Linked DNA regions of Ovis aries: region 1 is linked to region 2. The links are chromatin contacts, called in public Hi-C maps. All regions are on one chromosome and are shown on one strand. The core of a region is the stretch at or near the end of the contact, and the rest is flanking DNA. Distances in the headings are between cores, read along the strand shown.

The links. A called contact is a pair of places that touch in the nucleus more often than the background predicts.
Region 1: a contact with region 2 is called in a Hi-C map of liver, with 2.3 times the contacts expected there. The contact joins the promoter of RAI1 here to the promoter of ATPAF2 in region 2. A contact is called at or near these places in 2 of 16 Hi-C or Micro-C datasets (liver and tail adipose tissue).

What each region holds. Positions count from the first base shown.
Region 1 is chr11:34,501,169-34,506,744 of ARS-UI_Ramb_v3.0, reverse strand. It overlaps RAI1 (retinoic acid induced 1), which reads left to right and starts at 4,102. Exons shown (of 7, transcript XM_042255738.1): 1 at 4,102-4,529.
Region 2 is chr11:34,268,215-34,273,292 of ARS-UI_Ramb_v3.0, reverse strand. ATPAF2 (ATP synthase mitochondrial F1 complex assembly factor 2) reads right to left here and starts at 1,346. Exons shown (of 6, transcript XM_027974794.3): 1 at 1,042-1,346. The coding sequence starts at 1,174. It overlaps GID4 (GID complex subunit 4 homolog), which reads left to right and starts at 1,529. Exons shown (of 6, transcript XM_027974796.2): 1 at 1,529-1,955. The coding sequence starts at 1,767.

The sequences.
Region 1 (5,576 bases), core at 2,853-5,352, 230 kb before region 2:
CCTCTTCACCTCTCTGCTGGAGGTGGGAGGCCCAAGGGTCTCTCCTGCCCTGCTCACCATCAAAGCCCCCAGGCAGAGGGGTGCCTCCCCCTCTCCCGCCTTCCTCGTGGGGGTGGTGTAGCCTCACGGGCCTGACTCACCGGGTGGGGAGGAGCCCCAGAGCGAAGTCTCCCAAGGCCACGCCCCTTTAGGGGTGCAGCAAGGCTGTGCTGTGGGTGCGGGGCAACGCTGGGCCAGTCCCGGCTGCCTTCCACCTTGCTCCTCTGTGACTGAGGGTTTCCTGCTCTCTCCAGGCCTCTGTTTTCTCCTCTACAAAACGGAGGTGAGCCTCGACTTCGCAGACCCCAGTGCGCAGGGCCTGGCACGTAGACGCCGGCTCCGTCCTCACCGAGGGCGGCCCACGGCATGCCCCGCACAGGTGGAGACGATACCGGTGTAGGCACGCCGCAGCCCTGGAGCGTGTCCTCCCCGGGGAGGTGGCTGGCTGGGCACTGAGCTCAGGCGGGGCCCTCGGACACACCTGCAGCCACTCCGCTCTGCATGCCCCGTGCCAGGTGCTGCCCCTCCCTGTGCTTGGTCTCCTGAACCACGGATGACCCGACTGGCCGAGGTGGAAGTGGAGGTAGGCCACTGACAGGCCAGTCCCTTGGGGTCTGGGCTTCTGTCTGGAGGTGGATCCCCCTTCCCTGTCTCCCAGCCCTTGGGGACCTCTCTCCCCCGAGACGAGTCACTGTATGCTTCTGACCAAAGAGAAAACCCAGGGGAAACTGGAGGCCAAGGCAGAACTGAAGAACTGAGTCTTAAGACCCCTGGGGAGAGGGGATGGTTTCTCAAATCCAGTGCCTTGGGGGGCAGTTCGTGATTTAAATGTGGGTGTGGTTAGACTCCTTAAAGTTATTTTAATTCCAAATCTTTAGACACTGCTCTACCTTCCAATTAAAACAAGTTGGCAGCCTGGATCCCACCTTGGAGCTGCAAGTTCAACACCTTAGTACTAACACTGTCTTTACTGTGTGTCTGTGTTGGGTCCACACCTGTCTTACCTCCTACCTGCATCCCATGAAGGATGATGAGTAGCTTCTCAGCAGAAATCTCCCTGGGGGCTGGCTCTGCTGACTGACCTCTAATGGTGCCCCCAGCAGTCTGAGCCCTCCCCTGCTCAGAAGCCTCCCCTCTCTAAATTAGGCTGCCCAGCCTTCTGAAGAGACCTAAGGAACACTTTCCAGATCTCAGCTGAGCGGTCACATCCTCCAGGAAGCCTTCCCTGACTTCCTCAATTAAGCCTTCGCTGAATTCCTCAGTTTATGACACTTCGTAACTGGGCTCCAGAGCACATGTTTCACAGGTGTCTTTTATATGGCAACCCAGAACCTAACCTAGTGTCTGACCCACAGTGGGCACTCAATTAACATCCATGGGAGAGGTGAACAAACTCACCTGCTATTGACCTTGGATGAGGGATTTACCTCTCTGAGCAATTCTTTGACCTGTAAAATGAGTTGTCATGAGGAAGCATTGAGAGGATGCATGGAGTGTGAGGCTGACCACCGGCTCACAAAGATATCCGGGTCCCAATACCTGGAACCTGTGTGGCAAAAAGGGTGTGTGGGTGGAGGTTCCTTATGCGTGTATGCTAAGCCGCTTCACTCGTGTCTGACTCTTTGCAACCCCAGCGACTACAGGCTCCCAGGCTCCTCTGTCCATGGGATTCTCCAGGCAAGAATACTGGAGTGGCTTGCCATGCCCTCCTCCAGGGGATCTTCCTGACCCAGGGATTGAACCCGCATCTTCTGTGTCTCCTGCATTGCAGTTAGATTCTTTACCCATTGAGCCACCAGGGAAGCCCTGGAGGGTCCTTGTAGACGTGATTAAGTTAAGGATGCGTTAAATTCAGGATGAGAGAGTCTCCTGGATTTTCCAGACGGCCCACTGGAATCACAGGTTCGAGTAAGAGGAGACAAGAAGGTCAGGAGAGGAAGTAGGAGGCGTGGCAACAGGAGCAATGACTTCCTGTGTATTCTGGCTCCTGGAGGGCAGGCGCCGAGGGGGCAGGACAAGCAGGTGGCCTCCAGAAGCCAGAAGAGGCAAGGGAGAATAGCACTGAAACATGCATATTATCATATGTGAAATATATCGCCAGTCCAGGTTCGATGCATAAGACAGGGTGCTCAGGGCTGGTGCACTGGGATGACCCTGAGGGACGAGATGGGGAGGGAGGTGGGAGAGGGGTTCAGGATGGGGAACACATGTACACCCATGGCTGATTCATTTCAATGTATGGCAAAAAACCACTACAATACTGTAAAGTAATTAGCCTCCAATTAAAATAAATAAACTAATTTTAACAAAAAAGAAGAGGCAAGGGATGTTCCTCCTGGAACCTCCAGGGTGCATCCCTTCTGACACCTTGCTTTCAGCCCGTTGATGCTGATTCTGGACTTCTGCCCTCCAGAGCTGTAAAGAATAAACTAGGGTTGTCTTAAGCCACTACATGTGTGGGTCATTTGTCACAGCAGCCCAAGGAAACAGCCACAGAAGGCACCTGGCGCACGACGGGTGCTCTCAGAATGGCAGCGACTAGTGCCCGGACTGCACCATCCCCTCCTCCCCCGGGACACCCCTCTTCTCACCTTCCTCCGAGCTCCCTACTGCCCTGGGTTCTCCCTGGGCAGGTGAGGGCAGGGAGGGCAGGGGCTAGGAGCCCCTGGGTGTACGGAAGCCCTGTCCCCACACCTCCTCCCCTCCCCAGTTTGTGACAGAAAGCACTTCTCACAGAATTCACGGCCTCCAGGCTCCAGGCTTGATGCTCCACACACCTACCTCCTTTAGTCCTCAGGAACCCCAGGAAGTAGGCGCTACTATTGCCTCCATTTTACAGATGAGGAAACTGACACTTAGCAAGTTAACTTGTTTTTTTTTTCCAAACCCTCCCAGCTGGGCGCAGAACAACCAGACTTAGAAATCGGGTCTGTCTCCCCCAGAACCTGTGCTGAAAACTGCAGTGTCCATCGTCTGATCCTGATTCTGTCCGGCTCCTACCCTTGCCCTAGGCAGTGGGTGGCTGAGCTGGTGGGAAGGGCTCTGGGTGCAGGTCTTGCCTGTAACTTAGCTTGAGACCCTGTGCCTCAGCTTCCTGTAAACAAAAGGAGTGGGTCTGCCGTCGGGGCTGCCAGGATCAGATGACAGGACATGCAGACAGGGGGACAGTCTACAGCATAAGGGCACCCTCCCCACCATGTGTTCTTACCTACAGGTGAGGAGGCTGAGTCCCCTGGGAGCCTGAGGCTTTGATGGCCCTCCTTCACCCACAGGACCAGCAGACCCCAGAGGCTGGATGGAGGCTGGAAACTTTCTGCCTGACCTGGGTGAGTGGAGGCCTGGGGCAGGGACTGCCAGGGGGTCTGTAGGGTCACAATAGGTTCACTCACCCATTCATTCAACATCCCTCTGCCCTGGCTCTGCCAATGGCACTAGAATTGCATCCGAATTCCCCACTAGGCTCAGGTAGCCCTGAAGACCCTGGTCCTCCCCAAGGCTCTGACTTCTGCTGCCCACCGCCTGTCCGCCTCCCCACCCCCGCCCCGTCCCACCTGCCTCAGGGCCTTTGCACTTGCTCCTGAGGCTCCACGTGGCGGGCTCCTTCCGCTCACAGCCAGCTAAGCAACCCCTGCCTCTCACTTCGCCGAGTAGCCCTCACTGCTCCCGGGAGCGGCCTTTCTCACGCGTGCTCTGTCTCTGCCCACCAGGACGGCAGGGACCACTTGTCTCTGCTCACTCTGAGCCCTCCGAGGTGCCAGTGAGTGAAGAGAGCTCTGCGCGGCGGCGTCCTAGCTTAGAGGTCGGAACGTTTCCCAGACGGGGAAGAGGACGTCACAGGGAGAGCCGTGGTGAGTGAAGGCGGGGGCCTGGCCCCGGGACCCGGCTGCAGCACGGAGCACCCGAGCGCCGGTGCCAGTCCACGTCCTTCGTCCGAGGTTCCGGCCCCGGCCCCCGCGTCCTTGAGGGCCCCTGGGGTCCCCCCGTCCAAACCCCCGCCCCAGGCCCGCAGCGGGCGCGGGCCGCCAGGGGGCGCTGTCGGGGCGCACGGCCCACCTGGCGCCCGGGCGGTGAGCGAGCGCGGCCAGGCGGCCGGGAACTTTTCTCCTCTCGCTCTCGCCGCCTTCTCCCCCCGCGCACCGCCCGCCGCCCGCTCTTCCTGCGCGGAGGGGACCGCATTTCCCCGCGGCCCTGCGACGCCAGAGGTGCGCGGCCAGGGCCTGGTCCCTGCGCCCTGGGCGCCGCCCCCGCCCGCGGCTGCGCTCGGAAGGCGAGGCGCGGAGCGAGGCGCGGCCGGGCGAGAGCGCGCCGAGCAGGCCGCCTAGTCCGCCGCCCGAGCGCCGGCGCGAGAAGGGGGCGCCGCGGCCCACCCTCCTTCCTGCCTGGCCGCGGGCCGGCCGGGCCGCCGCGCCCCGACCCCTATGGCCGCCTGGACCTCCGGGCCGCGAAGTCGCAGCGCCAGACCCCGGGTCCCCGAGTGAGCGCGCGCCGAGGTGAGCACCGAGGGCCGGGGCGGGGGCGCGGGGGCCGCGGGGAAGTCGCTTTGTGTGCGGGGGGCGCGAGGTCACCGGATGGCAGTCTGAGGAGATGCGGCGGGGTGGGGGCGCCCCGCGCCGCGGGACGAGGGCCGGGGCTGGTGCGAGGCGGGGGCGCGAGGACCGAGGGTCGCGCGTGCGAGGGCTGTGCGCGTGCTTGTCCCCGGGGGTACGCCGAGCGCGGGGTAGGGACCGGGGCATTCGCGCCGCGCCGGGACCGGAGGCGAGCTTTGTGAGGGCGTCCGGGTGGGGGGCGGGGAGCCGACTTCTCTGGGGGACTCTGGGCCTATCGGGGCCCTGGCGTGGGAGCCGGGGCAGCGAGGGCCGTGATGGGGAGGGGCGGCGTGTGAGGCCCTCGGGGGAGCCCCCATCCGTGCCCCGACGCGGGCAGGGGCGCCCGGGCCTGTGCGCAGGCCGCGCGACCGGGCAGGAAGCAGCCCGGGAGGCCGGGGAGCTCCGTCTCGGCCAGGCCCGGGGCGCAGGGGCCTTTCGGGGTGACGTCACGGTGGGGGCTCCGGCCACGCGAGTCCCCTGACGGACGGCGGCGCACCACCGGCCAGGTCCTTGGGCCGGCGCCTGGGAGACAGGAGACCCGGAGGAGGACGCGAGGGCTGGGCTCAAGGCGGCGTCGCCAAGCGCGGCGGGGGCGAGGGGGTGGCAGGACGCGGGGGTGACTTTGGAGCCTTGGTTGCTGGGGGCCGCCCAGGAGGGGCGGAGGGGAAGCGAAACACCACGCAGGCCCGAGGCCGTGGCGGCCCCAGCTTCCTGGGGCGCCCGTTTTCCCAGCGAGCGATTTCCCCTCCTGGGCTCTGGATCGTCCTCAAATCCACGCCCGGGGCCGGAGCGCGGCCCGAGTCGTGCCCTGATCTGGGGAGCCCCCGACGGGGGTGGCGCTGGGGCTCTGGCCCTGAATGAAGACTCTATCCGGAGTAACAATGCGCTTCTGGGGGGCTGGGGGAGGGGAGGCAGCACGCCTGAATGGCGACCCGGGCCTGGGCTTCCCAG
Region 2 (5,078 bases), core at 97-2,596:
AACCGCTCTAGCATCCACAGCACTGCTGGCAAACTTTTTCTGTAAAAAGCCAAAGTGTTTTAAGCTTTGCAGGCCATCCAGTGTCTGGCACAACCAGCCAACTCTGCACTGTAGTGAAAACAGCCTTAGGTGTGTGTCAGTGAATGAGCGGGCCTGGGTTCCTGGAAAACTATTTACAAAAACAGGTGGCAGGCTGGCCTCCCTATCTACAGCATCTCCCTCAATCCAGCACAAGCTGTCTCTTTAGAGGAGGCAGACAATGAGACGCTAAACCACTTGTGCAGACAAGACAACTTGTAAGCAGAGACCCCCAGCTTTGACTTCACCGGTGTACTCCTCAGCTGGACAGGCAGGCTCTCTGAAGACCTTTCTTCTCTATGCAGCTGATGGCTGGGACAGCTGGTAGGGGACTGGAGGCCACACGGGCGACCTCGGAACAGCTCCAACACCGCAGTGACCTTCTCCTCACCCCCACCTTCAGCACAGTACTAACTGGCAGGAAAGAAAGCGTTACTGTCTTCACTCACTTAAAGTCAGTCCCACTCTTATCCCAAAATCTTTGCCTAGGAGTAAGAAAGATCCGCTACAGAAAGCCTCATCCGAGTCGGAAGTGCAGGAAGGGGGCACGGGGTGTCAACTCCTTAGAAGAGGTGGCAGGTGTTCTGGGAGGGCAGCAGGAGGCAGGGCCAGGACAGCTGTGGAGCAAGCGGCCGGGATGGAAGACTTAAAGCCCGAGCTTCAGGCCCCTTCAGTGCCGGTCGCGGGGACACAGAAAGCAGCCTAGCAGACTGGCCTTTGCCCCGCAAACCTCTGAGTCTGCTTCGCGCCTCTAGCGCAATCCCGACCCAGAAGTCGAATTTCCCCGCCTGAAAATAAGGATGACCTCTGCTTCCCCAGTGAAAGAGAGAAAAACCGCACCTGCCAAAAGGAAACGACGCGCGTGTGCCCTGGAGCGATCCCTGCCCTCGCGGGGAACTTCCCTCCCACCGTGTGACCCTGCATGGCCGACCCCTCAGCCTGCTCCGCCCTGGCCTCTCTCACCTGCCGGGGGCACGTAGGCCCGGAAGGGGATAGGGGGCTTTCGCCCCAGCCCCTCGGAGGCGGTGAGGCCACTTCGGGGCCGGTTCAGGAGGCGACGCCCCCCATCCCGCAGCCGAAGGCAGCTCCTCCACATCGCGCGGGGGCCTCAGAGAACGACCGCTCGAAACCAGAGCTCGGGGAAAAGGAGCGGAGGGACCACACGCCGTGTGCTCGAACTCCACAAACCTCCTCACCAGTCGCCGGCACCCTCTCCCTTTTGGGGCGCCGCCATGTTGCGCACGACACTCGTAGCGCGCCGCCGCCGCGCGCCTCAGCGCACGCCGCAGCCAATCAGCATCACAAACGCCCCGGCCCCGCCCCCGCGCCGCGCCTCGGGAAAAAGACTACAAGTACCAGAGGGCCTCGGCTCCCGCCACGTGCTTTCCCCGCCCGCCAATGGGCGGAATCGCCGAGCCAGCCTGATCCCGCCCCTCAGCGCGCCCGAGCCAATCGGAAGGGGTGTGTGTGCGAGCGCAGGCGGGGAGGGGGTTCGCTCAGGACCCGGAGGCCCTGCTCGCAGGTCCCGGGGTCCCGGTGGTGGCCGGAGCGCTCGATCTGCTTGCGGCCGGCGGGTGGACCCCTCCCGCCCTACGCGCGCGCCGGCTTCTCCTCCGTCTGCCCTCGGCTTCCGCGCGGCGGCGGCGGTTCCTCCCCCTCCCCCAGCCCTGGCTCCGGGGGACCCCGCGATGCCGGTCCGCACCGAGTGTCCCCCGCCGGCCGGTGCCTCGGCCGCCTCCGCCGCCTCGCTCATCCCGCCGCCGCCTATCAACACGCAGCAGCCCGGCGTGGCCACCAGCCTGCTCTACAGCGGCTCCAAGTTCCGCGGCCACCAGAAGAGCAAGGGGAACTCGTACGACGTGGAGGTAGTGCTGCAGGTGAGCCGGCGGCCCGGCCTCTCGAGACGTCCACGGACCGGGCCACGCCGCCGCCCCCTGGGGCCCGCGGCCACGGACGGGCCTGCTGCCCGGGCCTGCCGGGGGCCCTCCGGCGCACCCCAACCCTGCGGGCCCGAGCCGGGGACCGGCCGCCTCAGATCCGGCCCTGCCTCCCCGTGGCCTGTCGCCCCGGCAACAGTCTTTCTTTCAGTCCCTCTCGGACCCCGTCCGGGAAACTCTCCAGGGATTCCCTCTGACTCTGGACGCTCCCAGGCCCTAGACGTGCCTGCTGCCTCCCACGTTTTCCTCGGTCCCATGAACCCCAGGCCCTGGGACCCGCCTCCTTCTCCGGGGGTTTCCTCCCCGGCAGAGCTTCATCCGCCTCCTCTCTCCATCAGCCCCGGGACCTGAGGGCCCCCATCCCACCTGGACTGCTGGCCCATTCCTTAGCCTGGGCACTCACATCCTAAGTGGGCTCCTCACAGTCTGTTAGAAGCTGATCTCCTAGCCCCCAACCCATAGTCTCTTCCTGGCTCAGACTCTTGACACTCCCTACTCCCCACCCTCTTTCCACTTCCAGTCCACTCCTGTTCTGTCCATCTGTCTGCCCAGACCTCCCCATCTCTCTGTTCTCCTCCTTCCTGGCTCTAGGGGACCCTCTTACTGTATTTTTAACTTTGATCCACATGTCAGGGCTTCCTTTGTAGTCTCTGATACTCATGCTAGGAAATGTAACTCACCCACTTTTATTTCTCATATGGTATTTCCTCCCCCCATCTGACCTGGATTTCTGAGAACCTGCTGCCAGCTCCTAATGGCTTTGGAACTTTAGCTTTACCTGTCCCAGCTCCTTCCTGCACTTCACTCCTCTCATGTCGATGGGAGCACACTTGACATTTCCTCCCGGCCCAAGGAGATCGGCAGTGGTTAATCCTCTTTCTTCTCTGCCTTCTTGGAAAACTGTTCCTCCTGTCTATCTGCTCAGGCCTGCAGCAGGACCCACTTCCTCCTCCCTTCGCCCTGTTGTCTTCAGTCTGATACCTCACCTCCTGAGCTGTGCCTAAAAGCTCCTCCAAACACTGTCCCCTCAAAGGTCTTGCAGAAGCTTTGATGTTCTGTCTGAGGACAGAATGTAGGATGTAGATGTAGAATGTAGGTTGTGTGAGGACAGAATTTTTCTCCTGTCCTTTGCTCTTTGCTGATTTTAAATCTCAAACAGCCTCTCTTCTCAGCCTCTCTTCTCCCACCTTAAAGACAACGGGGATATGTTTTGTCTCCACCAACTGCCGATTCATCTGCCTCTTTTTATCTTACTGCTTTGTGGGAGTAAGTCTTTTACTTTAGATCAAGAGAACTCCATCTCTGTTAATTGTGTCTCTGGTCTACAAACTGAAATTTCTAACATGAGCTATGATGTTTATCGTAATTAAAAAGATGGGCATTACCTGGTGGTCTCATGGTTAGGATTTGGCGCTTTCACTGGACTGTGGCCCAAGTGCAGTCCTTACTCGGGGAACTGAGATCCTTCGAGCTGTGAGACAAGGCCAGGAAAAGAAAAGGGTCGTAGCTGAGTTATTTCAGCTTTCACCATTAGACGACCACTGTGGCAATCTCCCTTCTCTTCTGCTCCAAATGTGAGAATTGAGTAGGAAGATACAGACTCTTTTACATTTTGCAGCTCATCATAAAATTCTAGAAGTGAGATGCCTGGTGTGGGTCATGTTTGGGATGATCTTGACTTGGGCCTCTTGTTGAGTTTGATGGTGTCTAATGGGGTTGGGGACCAGTGGCGGAGCAGCCTGGTATCACAGACAAATCTTGGTTCCTGCGGCAGCTCCCCTCCCTGTCCTCAGTGTGTTGTTTCTGAATTCCTGCTGGTGCCAATTCCCTTGTGAACTGGTGGGAGTAGGGATTGGGTTGGTGCACAACTGGCAGGTCCCAGGGTGGCCAGAGTGACCTGGCCAGTGGCTGGAGGCCACTTGGAGTCGGCCCTCTGCTGGTGGGGGCGGCAGTCACACCCAGGAATGCTGCCCTGCACCTGGACCTGGATGGGTGAGTGTCTTACTGTCGCAGAGTCTGGCCTGTGAGTTGCCCAATCAGCTGGTTTTTCAGCCACAACTGGGTTCTTGGGCTCTGTCATCTTAGAAACTTCTGAGTTTTGTAACTCCGCCTCTTTCCTGCTTTCTTTCTATTTTTCATAGGAGCTTTATTGAGGTATGATTCGCCTGTCACACAAGTCACACATGTAAGGTGTACAGTTCAATAGTTTTCAGTGTGGTCCCAAAGCTGTGTAACTGCCACTGCAGTCTAATTTTAGAACATCTTCATTACCCCCAGAAAGAATCCTTAGGTGCCACACCCCTCCAACACTATTCAGTTGCTAAGTCATATTCGACTCTCTGTGACCTCATGGACTGCAGCACGCCAGGCTCCTCTGTCCTTCACTAACTCCTGGAGGTTGCTCAAACTCATGTCCATTGAGTCAGTGATGTTATCTAACCGTCTCATCCTCTGCCGCCCCTTCCTCCTCCTGCCCTCAATCTTTCACAGCATCAGGGTCTTTTCCAACGAGTCAGCTCTTCGCATCAGGTGGCCAAAGTATTGGAGCTTCAGCTTTAGCATCAGTCCTTCCAATGAAGAGTCAGGGTTGATTTCCTTTAGGATTGACTGATTTGATCTCCATGCAGTCCAAGGACTCCAGCCCTAGACAACCCCTAATTTTTCTTCCCCTAAGATTTGCTTATTGGGGCCTTTTCACGTAAAGGGAATCATACGGTAACTTTCTGTGTCTAGCTTGTCACACTGAGCACTGTGTTTTGAGGTTCGTCCACATCACAGCAGGAGCCAGTGCTCCCTCCCTTTGTGTCGTTGTGTCATCGTCCCCTAGTGGCTCTGCAGCATTCTGTTCCTGTGCTGATGCGTAGATGGCTGTTTGTGGGTGTTTCCTCTCTGGGGCTGTCATGAACACGCCACTGTGCACATTCACGTGCGAGTTGTTATGTGTACATTGTCCGCATTTCTCCTGGGTGTCTCCCTACCAGTGGAATAGTGGGTTGTATGGTGACTGTTTAATATTTGGGAGCTGCCAGGCTGATTTCCAAAGTGGTTGCACCATTTTCCATC